Regions from separate parts of the Arachis hypogaea genome. Here region 1 is linked to region 2. A link is a contact called in public Hi-C data. All regions are on one chromosome and are shown on one strand. The core of a region is the stretch at or near the end of the contact, and the rest is flanking DNA. Distances in the headings are between cores, read along the strand shown.

Region 1 (3,388 bases), core at 327-2,826, 220 kb before region 2:
GAAATTTTTGGAGGACTACATACTTAGAATATTGATTCATCCAATTAACAAAATACATTGGCAACAAAATTTGTTCTATGTGCAAAAATTTATATGCTATGTGCAAAAATATGGGTGCTATACGTAAAATTTATGTGTTATATGAATAAATTTGTATTATGTATAAAATTTTGTATTATGTTTCGAAAATTTATGTGCTATATAAATAAATTTTTGTGCTTTCTAACAAAAATTTATGTGCGGCAAAAAATGAAATAAAAAGGTAATGATATATGCAGCATTTTTTGTAACGTAAAATCATTTTTCTTTTTACTGATCAAACAAAATCAACTCATGTTCCGCTAAATTCATCTAGAGTCGGACAACTATGTAGTGCAATTTAATCCTCTACATTTGATTGTCTTATTACTAACATAACAACTAGGATGAAGAATATTCTTGTCCTTTTGGTGGCCTACATACAAATAAATCTTCAAGTGCATAATTATTGCCATCGCATATAAAGCTTATTACATGATAAGATTGGGTTCCAACAATTCCAACAAAGGGAGGGCTATGATAACTATTGGAGCCATAATAAGCATTTTCTTCTACTTAAATATAAAATATAATTCATATTTAAGTAGGAAAAAGAAACTTATTTTACGAATGTACAAATTATTAGTTCTTTTTAGAAAATGATTAACGTGTTTTTCTTGTCTTATACCCTAATATATACATCTTTTTTTTTCTTCCCATGAGTTATATGTAGCCACTTTCTAGCAAATTATACATAGATGCCTAAATAATTTTTTTTTTTTTTATCGATGAATTGGACAACTCCCAATTCTAAGTTACATATTCACACATACTAACCTAGCCACTGTGGCTTTGGATTGAGGCAAACACTTTTGCCACTGAACCACGTGCCTCAGCCACACCTAAATAAGTCTTGAAGTGCGTTTAACGTGTAAATAAAATGTCTCAAAAGTTAGCAAATGAGCTTTATAATAAGTCGAAAGCCCAATAGAAATAGGTATGACAGACCCAGTGTTCATTGGACCTAAGATTCGGATTTTCCAAAATATATTTGCTCTATTATAATATCATAATGCACAATAATTCATAGATTATTCTACTAGCATAGGGGTAGCTTAGCTTTTGGGCACTAACAAGCCCCAAGTTCAACAAGGGTTTGAAGATTATAAAGGTATGTTTAAAGATCATATAGTATTTCTACCAAAAAAAAATATCATATAGTATTCAATGTTATTGTTATTTCTTTTGTTTTTTTTTTTTAGTTTGTTCCTTCTCTTTTTTACCTTTTTTCCTTTTTTCCCCCTTAATTTTTACTCCTATAAAACTATTTTTTTGTAGAAATATCTATTTTGACAAAACACTTATATATTAACTGTTCTTTTAGATAAAAGGAAACATTAATCACGATTACTCGTTATCACTAATTTTTTACTATATATTTCTCCTTTTGTTTGGTATTATTGACTATAATTTTTCAATCCCCCTCCCCCTTCCCACCACATTCTCTAGCAGATTTATGAATCTGCCTTTTTTTTGGTATTTATGAATCTGCCTATGTTAGGCCTTGACCCAAATCTTTAGTGTACATTTTTTCTAGGCCCAACCCAATAGGCTTTTCACGTATATATATGCACCAACCAAATATCCATTTTTAAATCTTTAGCCTTTTTTTGGTCAAACTCAGAATTTGTTTGGATAAATTTCTTATAAAAAAAGTCTTTTTGAATTATTTTTTAAAAAAATTTAATAAAAAATAAAAATAATTTTATGTTTAGATATTTTATATAAAAAAATATTTTTATTTATCAATTATATTTACGTATAATAATATAAAAGTATTATTTATTTATTTATTTATTATATAAAAAATATTTTTTTAAAAAAATATTTTAAAAAATTATAAATTTTAGTTTTTTAAAAATATATTTTATATTTTTTTAATATTTTTATTTTTACTATTAAAAATTTATCAAATAAACTAAAAATCAAAAGAAAAAAGAAAAAAAATCAAAAGAAAATGAATCAATTTTGTTACCACATGATTTCATCGACAAATTGTTAACATTTCCTATAGTTAAAACCTATGTCAATGCATATTCTATCTTATTGTTAAGGTTCATATAACTTATATAAACCCTAACAATAAATGGTAGCATATTTATTTTCCTTTCATGGTGTAGATTTTAATGATATAGCAAATTAAATTATAGCCATCTTTCAAGCATCATTATTGCATAGTAAAATAACCATAAATTAAACAACAAAAATTTTCTCATTTTCCCCATGGTAATACTAAGTTTTAAATGAGATCTAGTCACAAAAAAAAAAGTTTTAAATGAGATCCTGTAAATAATGTTTTGGTTTAATTTATTAATTACAAAATCTTTTAACGCATTAATTGTGTGCAACTATTTTTTCTTGGGATAAATTAGTTGCAATATTTAAAAACTTGTAGATTTCACCTAATTTGAGCCCCATATATATATTCCAATCAAAATTTAAATGAAATAATATATATTTTTATCACTAAATTTATACGAATGAGTTAATCTGATTTTCAAATTTTTAAAATAATTAATTAAATTCTCCACATTCAGAAATATAGAAGTCTTATCTTCCATTTAATATTTATTATTGTAGTGGTTATAATACCAAAATAGAATTGACCGTTCATACCAATATTCTATTAAGGCTTGGTTTAGTAAAATTTTTTTAAAGAAATTTGTATTTTTCAAAAATATAAGGACCTTATTTTATATTTGATAAATTAAAAAAATTTTATATTTATGTTTGTAACATTTAAAAGTTAAGTTGCTTTTAAAAATCCTTAAAAAAATTTATAAAAAGACAATTTATCTATATAAAAAAAAAAGGAAGAAAAATTTACTCAAATACAACAGTACAAATTTAGTTATTTATATGTCCTGAAATATAGTTTATGAAAGAATCATCATATAAGGAAACCGTGTGACCCTACACAGATTATAGAAATCACAATGAAGACATAAACCGTACTATCTAACCATGGTTTATGAAAAAGGTCAAAGGATGTTTGGGCATAAACCGTGTATCCTCCTACGGTTTATGGACACCTATATATATATAGGTAATTTGCGGAACCTTTGGGGTATTTTATTGTTGGGGTTTTAGGGTATTTGGGGTGTATTTGGAAAACACGCTGAAAGGGAAGAAACACATTTAGACTTTTTGAAAGTTTCAATTTTTTGTTTGGCAAATTTTTTTTTCATAAACGCAAAAGTGATTTTGCTACCAAAACCACGCCTACAAGAAGTAACTATTTTTACCTTTTGCATTTTCTTAATGGACTTTTAGCTATGGATACTAACTATTTATTTACCTTTTACCAACT
Region 2 (3,621 bases), core at 719-3,218:
AAATTATATAATTTATCGGCGATTTATTTTTTTCGTAAAATCACTAAAAGTTGTTTATATATACTAAATAATTTTGAGGAATACTCATCTCGATCCCAAACAAATTTTTCGAAAGACCACGGCATCGTCATAAAAAAAAATTCTTTTCGACTCTTCATCTTTATTTTTATGGGATTGATAGCCCCTCTGACTCCGTTAATGATATCTCTCTTAAGTTAACAAAATGTGCTTACATGGCACGTTTATTAGCTGATCTATTCGTTAAGTGTCATCTAAAATTGATTAGTTTTTTTTTATTATTAAGGACTTCATTATCTTTTGGAGTAATTGTCGACTACTATTTAAGATTTTTTCTCTATTTTTTTTAAATTTTTCATATAAATCGGCTGAATTTATTGTGTAAGAATTAAAAAAAAATTGATTTAATTTTTTTTACTTATAGAATTTAAATAGAATATGCACGTCTTCTAATAATAACGAGTATATATAAATTATGGTAGTTAAGTTAAATTTAGTACACCTAAAATTTAACATAATCCTAAAAATATAATATCTTAATAATTTTTTAAAATAACAATAAAAAAATTTTAAAAATATATCATTTATTAAATTTCTATAAATTAAAAAAAGTTAAAAATTACTAGTATTTTTTAATTCTTACATAATAAATTTAACCAATATATATGAAAAAGATAATAAAAAAAATAAAAAAATTAAATAATCCTTACCTCTAAAAGACAATGATGTCTCCAATAAATTAAAAAATATCTGTTAATCCTAATTGATACTTAATAAATGAATTAATAATTTAATGTATTACGTAGGTATATTTTATTAATAAAAAAATATTAACAGAAAAACTAACCAAAATTTCACAAAAAGATAAAGATCAAACATCAAAAATTTTTTTATTGAGATTTCATTATCTTTTGAGTAATTATCAAGAATTATTTAGATTTTTTTTATAATATTATTATGTTAGAAATAATCATATTTATTTTTCGTAAAATAATTTAAGTGAATATAGTAATATAATATGTATACTAGGTTCCTTCAACGATCGGCCTTAGAGTCGTAGCCGGTCCAAAAACATCTTTTCTAAGACACTTTGACTAATACAAGATATAATCTGAATTATATTTATGTAAAATCTTGCATAAATCTATCTAGATTCTTTTCTAAAGTATGTAACGGATTTTAATCTTCATATACATTTTAGATATTACTTACTTGATCGGTGAGTCTTTTGCAACTACATCCTACCACCGTGGAAATACCAAGGAGATCTGATGCAAACTTATATCTTAAATATATAATATTAAGTAGAGGAACGATAGATAGAAGAATATTAGAATTTATTATTTTTGTTATAATGTACGTTATTAGATTACTAAATAAAAAAAATTAAATTAATAATTAAATAAGAGTCAAAATAATAAATTCTAGTAATTTCTTCGTAATTTTCTATTAAGTATGACATTATTTTAAAAACGGATCGAAGTATCGAACTGATAGTTTAAAATTTAAAAAATTATATATTTTATAAATAAATATATTATTTTATTATATCTTATTAGTTGAATCTTTGAACCAAATCACTTCTAATACTGTAGGTTCGATAAATAACCGATTCGGTTTTCAATCGTTGTTATCGAGTACCTAATTGATGTGGAGAAAAGTAAACAGTAGTATAGTACATCGAAAATTCTTATTCCAATATGAAACAATGCTCCGAAAGCTAATACGAATAAAGCTAAATCTTTAAAAACATCTAACAACAAACTAAAAGCTAATTATAATGCTAAATCTGAAATAGATAGTCTTACTATTACCAAAGAATCCATGTTAATGGCAACAACACTAAAGGTGAAGTTGTAGCTTTATTTTATGGGACAGAAGCAAATAAAAAGTAGATGCGTGCCAAGGGAGAAACATCTATATATAGAGGCATATATGCATTCACAAATGCATAGAACTACCAAAGAAAGGTAGAGAAGCTACTTACTCATAGTTTTGTTTACATTAGTAATTAGCATCATTGCAAATAAGAAACAAAATCAAAATACAAGAATGGCATCATCAAGGGATTACGGAGACCCTCTTCTTGTTGGTGGTATAATTGGGGATGTTCTGAACCCTTTTACGAGCACAGTTTCTCTTAAGGTTCTCATTAACAACAGAGAGATTAACAATGGCTGTGAACTGAGGCCCTCTCATGTTGTTAACCGCCCTAGGATTACTATTGGTGGTGAAGACCTCAGGACCTTCTACACACTGGTAATTAGTATATTCATTAAGAATATTCTAGGGATGTTTGATTCCTAATCATTTTTATCTAAATTGAAAATCCATCCAAATCACATACCGTCATTTGGATTTGAATTGAATCTCACTCCTAACAAGTTATAAAACATTGGATCTGAATTAGATTATTTATACTTTGTCACTTACATAACATTTTATAAATTTGAAATAGATTTTTATTTAGTTATTTATTTTATCAATTTAAGTTCTTTTATTTTAATTCTCAAAACTTGAAAATTTTCTTTTTAAATCAATGAAACTCAAACTATAACTATTTGAATAAGAGATTGAATTGTATTAAATATAGTATAATTGGTCTATAACGCTAATTAGGTTCGGTTGCATGCTATATGAAACCGACTTATGTGTACTTTGGATATTATTAGGTTATGGTGGATGCTGATGCACCTAGCCCTAGTAACCCTTTCTTGAGGGAATACTTGCACTGGTGAGTTCTCTGGCTCTTTTTTAATTGTTACTCTTAATTTTTTTAACTACCTTCAATGAAAGGCAAGAATGAACAAATACATGTGTGAGTTCTATATTTTTACGTCATAAAACTTCGACGTAAATTATCTTTCTTAAAACACAATGGACCTAGAAATTGTTGTTCCTTTTTATCTTGATCTTGAAGTTATTAGAGTTGTTGGGCTGTTATTGGGCTTAAGAATGGTCCATTATGCCACTCACTCACTCACTGCTCGCTGAAATAGAGGTTTACTTTTTACTCAACCTCGGAAAACACACACAGTTGGAATTTTCCGTGTTCATCCCTCTTTGAAACCCTAACTTTCTCTCACATGGCATCCTTAGCACAGATCTGATGCATGGATGCCTCAGATAATCAAGCGATTATCTTCACTAATTCTTCCCAAATCCTAAACCCTAAAACCTCACCAAATATTTCCCAGTTCCGATCTGAACAAAATTACTATTCATGGCAACAACTCGCCATCTCCAGGATAATGCTCTCATGACCTGATCTCCCTCTTCCATGGATTCTGCAGTTTTTTCTTCCAGAATCACTTTTCTCTCTTCATCCCCTTCGAACCTTAACCTTCAAACTCTCACAGTTCTAGAATATGGTACATTCTTACAACTTCGTTGCATTTATTAAAGTATTTCGTTAAATTTTTTATTTTAATTATAAAAATATTTTCTATTCGAATACAGCGCATAAAGGTTCATGTAGCCTACGTGCAAAAATTAAATTACATTTGGCAAGTTAAACTCGCATTATCATTTAAATTTAGAGAAAATTATATTTTTCTAAATATACCTAAATAATACACACTCTCCTCTACAAAAGCAACTCTC

Evidence for each region. A called contact is a pair of places that touch in the nucleus more often than the background predicts.
Region 1: a Hi-C map of leaf shows a contact between it and region 2, with 2.9 times the contacts expected there. The contact joins the enhancer-like site here to the promoter of LOC112697032 in region 2. A contact is called at or near these places in 2 of 8 Hi-C or Micro-C datasets (leaf and an unstated tissue).

Annotation. Positions count from the first base shown.
Region 1 is chr6:96,210,324-96,213,711 of arahy.Tifrunner.gnm2.J5K5, reverse strand. No RefSeq gene overlaps it. Among protein-coding and RNA genes, the nearest start is that of LOC112805774, 29 kb to the right of the region's middle. Within about 2 kb of position 1,576, at least 2 of the 3 cell types and tissues checked have open chromatin away from gene starts, as enhancers often do.
Region 2 is chr6:95,992,319-95,995,939 of arahy.Tifrunner.gnm2.J5K5, reverse strand. It overlaps LOC112697032 (protein FLOWERING LOCUS T), which reads left to right and starts at 1,968. Exons shown (of 4, transcript XM_025750013.2): 1 at 1,968-2,277; 2 at 2,691-2,752. The coding sequence starts at 2,071.